2 separate regions of the Mus musculus genome follow, and region 1 is linked to region 2. A link is a contact called in public Hi-C data. All regions are on one chromosome and are shown on one strand. Each heading gives the region's core, a stretch centred on a gene start, on an enhancer-like site or on the middle of the called end of the contact. The rest is flanking DNA. Distances are from core to core; before and after follow the strand shown.

What was found. Hi-C and Micro-C count contacts between places; a contact is called where the count stands out from the background.
Region 1: a contact with region 2 is called in a Hi-C map of CD8 T cells, with 4 times the contacts expected there. The contact joins the promoter of Stim2 here to the promoter of Tapt1 in region 2. A contact is called at or near these places in 2 of 484 Hi-C or Micro-C datasets (CD4 T cells and CD8 T cells).

The regions. Positions count from the first base shown.
Region 1 is chr5:53,994,662-54,000,124 of GRCm38.p6, forward strand. Stim2 (stromal interaction molecule 2) reads left to right here and starts at 3,862. Exons shown (of 12, transcript NM_001081103.2): 1 at 3,862-4,373. The coding sequence starts at 4,223. It overlaps Gm30601 (a long non-coding RNA gene), which reads left to right and starts at 590. Exons shown (of 2, transcript XR_376962.2): 1 at 590-1,456; 2 at 1,741-1,952.
Region 2 is chr5:44,223,474-44,228,989 of GRCm38.p6, forward strand. It overlaps Tapt1 (transmembrane anterior posterior transformation 1), which reads right to left and starts at 3,133. Exons shown (of 14, transcript NM_173764.3): 1 at 2,941-3,133. The coding sequence starts at 3,130.

The DNA of each region.
Region 1 (5,463 bases), core at 2,612-5,111, 9.8 Mb after region 2:
TCAGCTATGACATTTTTACTTTTCTCTTCATCCAGTTTCACTCATACAGGAAATGCCAATACCGTTCCTACCACAGGCATTAGCACTTATCAGAGATATCAACATCTCTCCCACAACACTTCAAATTAACCAGTAACAGAGGACACTGACTTTGATTAGTCACAAAACACTGATCCACTTGGCTTTGGTGGGTAGATTTGACTTTCTTTTGTGGGCTGGCTCTAGAAAAGCTTCCTTTCTCTGCTCCCCAGAGAAAGATGCACAGGTTTTCGCACCCTCAGTAAACTGGGTGAGGCATAACCTTTTCATACTGGATTGAGGTAGCAAGTGGCTTACAAGTGAACAACTTTCACTACTCTTCCGCCCCCCCCCCCTCACCCCCGGCCCCAGCCCTTTTAGTGCTTTAATGTACTCCACGACTTGAAGACTATACTCATATTTGCTAACTTTCATTGCTTCTACCTTGAAACCCTATTAGCTGTTATTACTTTGAGTATTTCAAAGTTCTCAGGACCTTAATTTCCTGGGAAGCTATGAAAGTGGTCCAGTTCATAACCCGGTTTCCCCAAAGAGGACTCTTTCTTGCATTTCCCCAGAAGCTATCTAAGAAGGGCAAGCAAAGAGCAGTTGTCCACGGTGCTCCTCTACCCTGATGTGGCAAGAACCCCCCACTCCTTGGGGTCACAGTCAGGCTGGGGAAGCTGTGGGCAGGCGCGACCTCAGTCGGAATTCCCCTGGGTGATACTTTCATCCCGCCTCACGCCCACAGCGCTCCCTCCTAGAGCTACTGCGCCCGCCCACGCGGTGATGTCATCACCCGGGTGTCGGGCGCGCGCGGACGGTCCGCCCACGGAACCCGGGCGCGCTCTGTGCCAGAGTCGCGCACCTGTGGCGGCCGCCAGAGTCCGTGGGCATGCGCGCTGCTACGGGGAGGCTCCTGAGCTCGCAAGCGGAGATCCGGTTCTCCTAGTTGGAACCTGAGGCAGGCTGTGTGGGCCGTGGGGGAGCAAGGATAGAGGATGGTGAGGGTTTGCTCCAGAGATGGGGAGGAGCCAGTGCAGTTCTTTTGCTTTGGGTGTGCACTGAGAGTTGGGTTCATCTGCAGAATCGAAAAGCCTAGGCAAAGTGAGATGCGTTTAATCCTAACCTAGGAGCACCTTTAGCATACACGCCCAGAGCCTGAGGCCAGAGTCACTAAGTACAAAGCACCTGGGTGCCAGGGACCCAGGGAAGGCTTTCTTTGTTACTATTTTTTCCACTCCACCAATAATTCTGTGGTGCAGGTATAATTGGGTTCCTAATTAACTTGCCTACGCGTCACACAGAAGAGCCGGAGTTGAGGTTTCTACGAGGTTGGTCTGATAACAAAGTTCAAAGCTGCCCATCAGACACGAAGTCAAGACTGTGTTAAAATAAGACCGAGAACACATTCTGAAGATACACGGCAAGTTGTGAGGTTTGGACTTTAAAGGAGGGGGCTGGGCTGTAGGAGTAGGGTGGCCAACAAGGGAAAGGGGTTCCAGGAAGATTTTGATGGAATTTGGCAAGAGAAGCACCAGGCAGGAAGCTCTAGGTTACCAGGGAAAGGAAAGGGAACCTGGGCAGAGGACGTGATTATCACCGCCTCAAGTCTTGTGTTTATGTGTACACTTTGCAAGTGTAATTCTCGATCTAATTCTACGGATGGGTTTTTTTTTTTTTTTTTTCAAAGTAATGGACTTGCTCTTGCCTGTTCCCTAGGCCTATGCTATGATGCACCGGAACAATGTGCCCCTGAGTAACAGTGTGCACCACGGCTGCGCAGCCAGAAACATCGGTACCCATAAAACAGATCTATAAAATAGAGGGTTTATTCTAGCCCGTGTCTATCTGAGAGAGGCCGCTATGGTGAATGCTGGTTCCTTACCTGTGGTCCCACTAGAGAGAAATAAACATTTATGATTCCAAATCCATTATCGGGTCTCAGTGTGCCCTGTGTTTGAAAGAAATCGTATGCCATCTTTGTTTAAAGAAGCTCGGGCCCAGTGGATTGCTAGTTTTTCCTGGTTTTATATTGTTATTGCTGTAACATAGTTTGTACTACCCACGTTAGGAACTAATTCCGAGTCAGAACCGTGTAAGAATCTATAAGGTAATAGACAAAAATTGTATCTCCTGTCCAAGATGGTAAAGTTCCCTAGGAAAGGACTGTTAGCAATTTTAGAGCTTCAAGTTCTGACTTATTTGACATTTCCAAGTGTTTCTTAGTCTGCTGAATATAATACCCCACCGTATAATACTTTGCTCGGCGTATATGAGATGTTCAGTAAATACTGATGAATTAAATGATGCCTCCTGTAGAGTAGGAAAGGAACTTATTTACTTCCTGGTTATCCGGTGCCTAGCAGTTCTGTCTACTCAGCAAACACAAGGCTTCACTGCCTTTCAGCAAGCAAAATAGAAACTTACTGTTGCCCGGTAAGGAACGGCCCCACCCTCCAACATAATGCCCCTAAGAAGTATGTCAAGAAATAATTGTGGTTGATTAGCCTTGTTATTATTCCTGATTCTTTTCTGCAGTGTGCATCTTCCTCTTCCACTACCCGACATTCTTTTGGTCAAGCTTCCTAAGGAATTGTTATGTATTTGACTTCTTGACTTCTGGAACAAACTGATCTAAACTGCAAGCCAACAACAAAATCCAACAGTAGTCAGACCTATGTTCTTAACAATCCTAGCTTCGAGTTCTTAAATATGTGTGTGTGTTCAACACCTCCTTTTACATTTCAAAGGTTTTCTGAAGAAATGCTTTGATATGGGTCTCTGAGGTATGTAGCTTGCCTCTGAGTGCCATTTACCTGGGTCACATCCTGAGGACTCCTACCACAATTGAAACAAAATAAAAAAACAGCCAACAACAATAACAACAACATAGTCCCATTGCAATGGTAGCATCTACTTGAAGAAATAGATTCCGGTTCTTTTCCCCTTTTAGATCAATTGGATCTGGAGCAGAATTGCAAGAGCATCCACAAAACTGCTTCATTGCAGATAAGCAAAATGGTCAAGTCTATGTTGTAGTTGGGGCAACCTGTTCAGCTGGCAGTCTATAGAAGTGGTGGTTTGGCAGATGAGTGGCAGTGACTGCCTTCAGTGTCAGCATGGAAAATAGTAAGAAGCTAGAGCACATTATTCGAACATTTCCATTCAGTAGTTGATAAATCGGGCCATGTCCATTTATTAGCTATGGGCCGGTGGGTTGGTTAAGCTATTTTAACATTTCAGCGCTTGGGTTTCGTCACATGTAAAATGGCGATGAGATTGAGTTACACTATGCCACTGTAAATTGCTTAGAGAAATTCCTAGCACTCTGGCACAAGGTATGCGCTTTGCCAAATGTTTGTCAAGTAAATACAAAGCTAGGCTGGGTTTCCCTCCGCTTCTACAAAGCTGGCAACCGGTAACCCCCACCAACATCCAAGTTAGGGGAGGCCGCTGTTTCCCACTGCAAGGTTTTTTTTGACCCACGGGGTTAAAGCACTCAGAGGATCTGCGACGTCGATACGCTTTATCCAGGTCTCCAGGCTGCCCATCATCAGATCACGGCGTGGGCGAGACTCACTCCTTCCTCCCGCTCAGCTTCTCTGGCTCCTGAAGCACAGCCTGGGCGGCTGTCCCACGCCCCGCCTATCGGTCTGGGAACGCCCCTAGGGGCGGGGCCCACGACCACGCACGCGCAGTGCCGCGGCGTTGCGCCTGCGCCGTGGCGGGGCTGAGGGAGGCGGGGGATTGGTATGAGAGCGAGTGTGTGAGGGGAGGGAGGTGGCCCGGCCGAGCGTGGTACTACGGCGGGCGCGGGCCGGAGGGGGCGGGGGGATGCGCCGCGGCGGCGGCGCGGGCGCTGGGCTGGGGCTTGGCCGCGCCAGAGCAGCGGATCCCGGTGTCGCCGCGGCAGCTGCGCGGGTGTCGCGCTGGGTCGGAAGACGCCGTACCACTGCGCTCCCCCACTTTTTTTTTTTTTTTTTTTTTTAAATAACCGGAACCAATGAACGCGGCGGCGAGCCGAGCTTCGCGGGCCGCCGGTGAAGGGAGCGGGTCAGCACCCGGCGGGAGTCCGCTTCCGAGGCGGCCGGGCCCCGGGCAGCTGGCGGTGAGCGAGTGGCCGGCGGCTCCTGTGAGCGCTCCTCCCGCCGTGGCACCGGGCCGGGCCTCGGGCCGCCCTCTCCGGCGGCGCTGGGCAGCAATGCTGCTCTTCGGGTTGTTGGTGGCCGGCGTGGCGGACGGATGCGATCTGGTGCCCCGGCACCTCCGCGGGCGGCGCGCGTCGGGATCGGCCGGAGCGGCGGCGTCTCCTTCGGCTGCGGCTGCGGGCGAGCGCCAGGCGCTGCTGACAGGTGAGGCCCGTGCGGGCGACGGGCAGGCTTGGCGGGACTCCCGGCAGGACCCCATCCCCCGAGAGGGCGCCTAGCGGTTGCCTTGGCGCCGGTCGTCGCACTTCGGACGCCTTCCTAGTCCACCGACTGGCGCCTCTACTGTGCTTTCTTCGCCCTTAGTGGGCTCCTGCGAGCTTCCCAGCTGAGCAATGCAGTGGTTTCTCTTTCGTGCTGCCGAAGGGACCAGTGGGGTCTGTAGGGGACTGGGCTCATTTCCCCTCTTCCCAAAGCCGCCAAAGAAAGTAGGCGGCGGCAGCAGCAGCAGCAATGCGGTATGGAGTTGGCCCCTGTTGCCTTTGCAAAGGCGGCTGGCAGCTTCTTACCGATCGAGAGCCGGGCTGAGCGCCCTGTCCCAGGGGAAGCTGCTGAAGAGATTCTTTGAGAGCCACAGCACCTAGTGGCACTAGTGGTTCTGTGTTAGTATGAAGAAACGTCAAAGTCTGGTGTGTTTTTGTGGGGGTACGAGGACGCTTTAAGGGATGGAAAGTATATGCTGTTTGAGAGCATCACTGGGTGACAAAGGGTGCAGAAAGCGCAGCAGGTAACCAGAAACACACCTACAATTTACCAAGTGCAGGATATTTGTGACGTGGATTTGGGCAGCATAGTTCTGATGGAGTGCACCAGTACCTTTTTTAAACACAGAACGTTCTAGCACTTACTGAAAACTTGCAAATATGTTTGGTAAGGTTAAGTAGAAAATTGTATGCTTTTACAGCCTTCGTTGTCTTATATAACTGATCTGGTGTGGTTTAAGCAGTGATGTAAAGGTCCTGAAATGATTTCCTGGGGCACAGTGCTGGAGGTAGAGTAACTTATTTTTCTTGCTGCTGTGTTTATTTTTAAGGTAGATCTCTAGGTTTTCTGGAAGAACAGCAGGATTAAAGAGGAATAAGATGATTCACTGTTAATTTAACTGCAGTGGTAGCCCAACAGGCGTCTGGGAGTTACTAACAGCTGCTCAGCAAAGTGTTCAGGAGTCTTTAGATCATAGCAGCTTTCCTCTGAGTTCTGTGACAGGCTATTTCCTGTTGCAGACAGAAGAAGGATG
Region 2 (5,516 bases), core at 1,883-4,382:
GCTCATGGGAAGATGTCATGCTTATCTTACACCAAGGTCTCCACGGAGAGGAAGACAACTAAGTTAGAGACTTATTTAGTACTGGCTCGATGAAGCAGAGCCAAGTGGATTAAGCAAGCAGTCTACGAAGTTCAACAACAGAACCAAGTTAAGAAGACAGAGTTCCGTATTCTTAGTCCGACATGGACTTGCTCCTCATTGACTGCTAGAGCTATACATGGCTATGCAGAATCTTTCACCTAGAACCCTGCAGACGAGTCAAGAGGGGAAAACGCAGGAACCGGATGACAGGCATTGCTTAATCTGATCTATGTCGAAAAATGCAACGTGACATGGCAGTAATGTTAAGAGCACGGTGAGAGCGCAGTTCTTGGCGAGCACTCTTCCCAGAGTTCCAGCTCAGTCACCACACACCGGGATGAACCGGCATCCAGCTCTAACTGTGTTAAGGTGAAAGTACTAGTATTTGTCACACAATTCATGCATTAAAAAAAATGCTGCTGAGGATCAAATGATAGCAGTCTGCAAAGAAACAAAAAGCAAATATAACTGATATAGATGAATACATGTCGTATGTATAGCTGTATAAATATAAAATATTTACATATTTTCCTCAGCAGATAAATTAGGATGAACATTAAACACTACAGCATTTTATTTTACTCCAAGTGTGGATAAGTACCTTACTCTATGCTCATGTAAAGAGAATACTAAACTGCTAGGACCCACCAATAAATGTCTTATAAAGGAGCTCTGAACGCCTTGGGGAAAATGATAAAAGGGACATTGGAACTAAGTGATGGTTAAGGCCATCAAGACACTAAGATTATGACTTCCAAAAGGAACGGCACAGACTGCCCCAGCTTGCAGAGGGGACGACAGGGCAAGTACACAGGAACCTTTACAGAGAATGGACGATTAATACCTTAGTGACATAAATGACTGAGAAAGATGTTTCCAGTCTGACACTAGGTGGTGCCCTCTGGCCCAGACAACCCGTTTTCTATTTCTTGGTAAGGAGGCAAAGAAAGAAAACAGAGCAGAAGAGAGAAGCACTTGGGGGTGAACAAAAAGAACGCCTGGATTTCTAAGTGAGTGGGGATGCCGTGGCCAACTGCAGACCCAGTCACAGGTAGACATGCATCAGCAACAGTGAGAGCTTCCTGGCTCTTAGAACAGACACCAGGGGTCAGAAGAAGGTGGTTCACACCGAGTCCACACAGGAAAACCACTGGCTGGTACTTCTGAAATGTTCCTGGGATGCCTGCCTAGATCCCTAATGCCATCTACCAAAGCGGGAGTAACCACTATCTTTTCCCTCATACAAGACTGATGGAAACAAGGAGGGCCACCCCAATAGCCACGGCTTCATGCCGGCTCCCTAGTAAGGACTTTCTGCCACTGCAGGTTGAAAATCCAGGTTTAAACCTGTTAAGTATATGATGCTCAGTGCACTGCCTCTGTGATGAATGAGTGTGTGCTATGATGTTAAATTTATACAAGTCCAAGTATCCAGCTCAGCCCAGGGGTGCTCACTACTTCAAAAGTTCAAGGTCTGTGTTAGTACCAGGGAAGAATAAATGCACTTCACTTCAGAAGTTCAAGGTCTGTGTTCACCAAAGGCTCTGCACAGCTTCATTGTCTTTCTTCATGCAAACAACATAAAGGCTTTCCTGAAGCTTGAAAAGATTTCAAAGAAACCGTAGTGAAACCTGGTCGCATCTATTTGCTTGCCCTAGTCAAGTCTAAGTGAACAAGCGGCTGAGAGATTGAAGACTTTGGTTTACTTAGGTATTGCCAATTTAGAAAGCAAACATTCCTGCAAGCAAGTGTTTAACTGACAACTAAACCAAATAGAAAATAAAGGGGGAAAAAAAAAACCAAACAAACAAGGCACACAGCTGGTGCCTGAGTTTTCAAAGATATGGAGACTGATGCAAAACTCTATGTCCAATTCTGAGAATTAGCAAGTCTATCAGGATCTATCCACCAGTCTTACAGACTTTTAGGACTCCTATAATTTCAATACCCATAGTGAATGGAGTCAACCTTATAACTTGAACGAGTATTTATATAAGCTGCAGGACCTTATTCCACTGCATTAGCTCAGAATAAGTTGGAAGAAATGTCATCAAGTTGCTGTCCAAGATCTTGGATCTACGATGCAAGAATTAAAATGCAATCACTATTATACCCAATGAAACGGCCAAGCCAAAACTTTCCCTTTTGCTTCCGGGCTTAATAGAACGCTTCAGTGTAAATACCAAAGCTGTTAAAAGTTCTTAATAAGATCCTTGAACACAGGGGATTGTAATATTTTAACAGTATGCTTCAGAGCTTATGGACAGTAGGGCTTAAAAGTGGTACGTATTTTCTTGTGTGACAAACTGTTTCTTCTGGCTTAAGTTTTAGTTTAGGAAAACTCCACATGTAACATTTTAAGGGGTGCCGCACATTTCTGTTTGAGAGAAAACTGCTGAACTTCACGGTCACGACCACACTGTCAGCTGAGTCTACGAAAAATGGATTCGGCGGGCAAGTTAACAGGTTTCCGAGACTCAACTTCGCATAAAACCATAGGGGGAAGAGTCACCTCGGCATTGACATCGCCTAGAAAGCCCTGCGTTTCCCATTTTTGACCTCCTTCGGATGTGGGAGATGCCTGTCACTGTTGAGGCCGGTCGCGAACTCTCGGGGACCGGGGACCGACGATCTCCCGGGCGCACCTGGCTCGGGGATGGCTGCGGGAACGTCGGGCCGCGCGCACTAGCCGCCGGGGTAGCTGTCACCGGCCGTGGGGACATGGGAGCCACCGGAGCCGCGGCCGCTCCGCGCGCAGAGGGAAGGCGCTGGCGTCCCCGCCACCACAGCCCGGTCGGCCCCTCGGTAGCCCGCCGCGGCCTAGTGCCGCCCGCCCGCCCGCTCGCTCGCTCGCCTCACCTGCGCGGCCGCGGCGCTTCTCCCGCCGCCGGTCGCTCTCGTAGAAGCCCAGCGTCTCGGTGTGTTGGGGCGCGGGCCCATGGCCGCCACCACCCGGCTGCTCCGCCTCGCCGCGGCCGGTCCGCTCGGGGCCGTCCGCGCCGCCACCGCCGCCTTCTCCCGGGGCGGCCGCGTCGCAGACGCCCGCCATGTTCCGAGAGCCACACACTGTCCCCGCCACCTCCCTCCAGCCGCCCGCCCGGCCTCCGCCTCCCGCCGGCCCCCTCGCCGCCTCGCCCCGCCCCTCGCCCGGGCAGCCGCCATCCGTAGCCCGCCGGCCGGCGCGCGCCATTGGCGTCAGCGGCGCGTGGGAGGCCGCGGTGGCCGCCGCCACGGCCGCCGCCATCTTCTTCCTGCCGTCGCCGTGGCGCGCGGCGGGCTCTGCGGACCGGGGCGCCGCGCCGGGCTCCATGCCGCCGGGTCGCGCGGTGGGGGACGGTGGGCGGCAGCGGGGCTCGGCGTGGTTGTCCGCGCGGCCGGAGCCCCTTGTGCCCGTGCGGTGGCCGGAGTGCGCCGGCGCGACCCGCCTGGCCTTGGCTGCACGGCGACTGGGGCCGGGCTCCAGCTCTGTGGCTCCCGCCGGCGCCGACCCGGTGGCTCTGCTGTCTTGGCTGCATCTCTCCTGCATATTTATGATCGTCTGTCACATTCCCTGTCCGTGGACAGTGTCCAAAGCCTAGCTCGGGGGAGCGTGCCAACAGGTGGGGGACTCGGCCCGACGGGCAAAGTGCTCGATGCGCCTAAAGCGCCGGGGACATTCTGGGTTGCCTTTCGGGAATAGGGTTATGTGACTGCGGGTGGCAGCCAAGGCGGCCTGGTTCTGTCAGATTGTCACCGCTTGCCGTGAGACTTGTGACCCTTACCCCCTCACTGGTAGTCACGGATAGCCGCGCTGAGACCAACGGATGCTCGCTGGGTGCAAATGAATCCGCCTCAGCCTTGGAAGACCTTCACCTGGGATTCCTACATTCTTGCTGTGCGCTCCTGTAACGCACGCGGTGGCCCCTGGATTGCCTTCATGCCCACTTCGGAATTAACCTGCATTGTGGCAACTTTTTAAATGAGTAGAAGCATAGCAAATACCTCTTCACTCTCTAAACTGCCCTACACTTAAGCCGAGAAGCGATGGAGCAGGCCTAGAACATCCAGGAGAGCCTTAGAGATGGAAAGCTAGATACCCGATTGCAAACTCCGCAACTTTTCTGTACTGTACTGCAGCAAGGCCATTTGACAGTAGGGCGGGATGAAGGGATAGGAGGGTTAAAGAGGAACTTGCAAAGTCCAAGAAATCCCAATCCCAATTCAATGTAAACTTTACATTGTGGAAAACCAAACACTGCAGAGAATATTATTTAAAGTCAGTTTGGTTTTATTTGGTAAAACTGGATCTTAAAAACAGTGCCCTTGACAAAGCTCCAGCATCATGAAAATCAAAAGACACAGAGTTTTATATACTGTAAGGTTTCCTCCAACCTAAGTTTATTATCTGTGTTCCAAATCTTAAATAGTCAAAGAAGGGAGAGGGGCCCTGTCAGGGTTGCTATTTAAAAACTCCTGTTTTAAAATGATATTGCTAGAAACCTAAGACTATGTCTTTCCTTTATAAAGATTATATTTGGTTGCTATTTATATGTTCCTCAGAGATTTTCCTGGTTCGATACTATCAAACCCCAAAATAAGGAAGCATCCAGAAAGCTTGAAGTTAGGTTACAAATAACCTTAAGATGCAAACACCTTACATAGTACAGAACGTTTAGTTTTGTGACTTTGGCATGGATATATTATAGGGCAAAAGGGTACTATTTCTCTTTTGTGACAAGCTGGAATACTTTATGATGTTTTTAGTTTGCCACTATTAAGTGAATTAATCTCTTGATAGCACATGCAGCATATCTTTTAACCCTAGGTTGTTTGAAATGAGTGCCTCTCACTTTTCTTGAGTAAAAACAAAAACAAAATAAACAAAAACTCTAATGAAAACATCCGTCATTGTGGAAAGACCTGGACTCTCTGACTTTCAGTGTTTGACCAAATGAGCAGAGGTGAGCCTCTTTCTGCTCTATTTCCCCTACCATGAAATCACATTTGGGCCAGACTGCAAGGACCTCTTAAACCATCACAACTATGCCAAAGTGTATGCATTCCCCATTTTAGATCCTTGTGCAATGTAGTTTAAAAAGCTAGATTAGCCTGTTGATATTATCAAGATTTATAGGAAATGTATGAAATCCTTAACTAGAGTCACTTTGTACCTGGTCTAAAACTTGAAAAAAAGAAATGAAAGCACAATAACTGTACTGATAACACATCAAAGATTTCCATAGCTCTATGTGCCCTCTTTCTTTTCTCTGCACTCCTTTATTTGTTGATGTGGGAGAACTAACTGGTGGATGTAGGCTGGACTTCTGGGCTCTAAGCTGTGGTTTGCTACTCCAGCCTCAGGTTCTCCAGGAGCAAGCAAGCTTCTAAGATTATTCCAGTGAGTGTTCCAAAGGACACTACTCCCCGGTGTTATTTGAGGGTGGCTGAAATGTTAG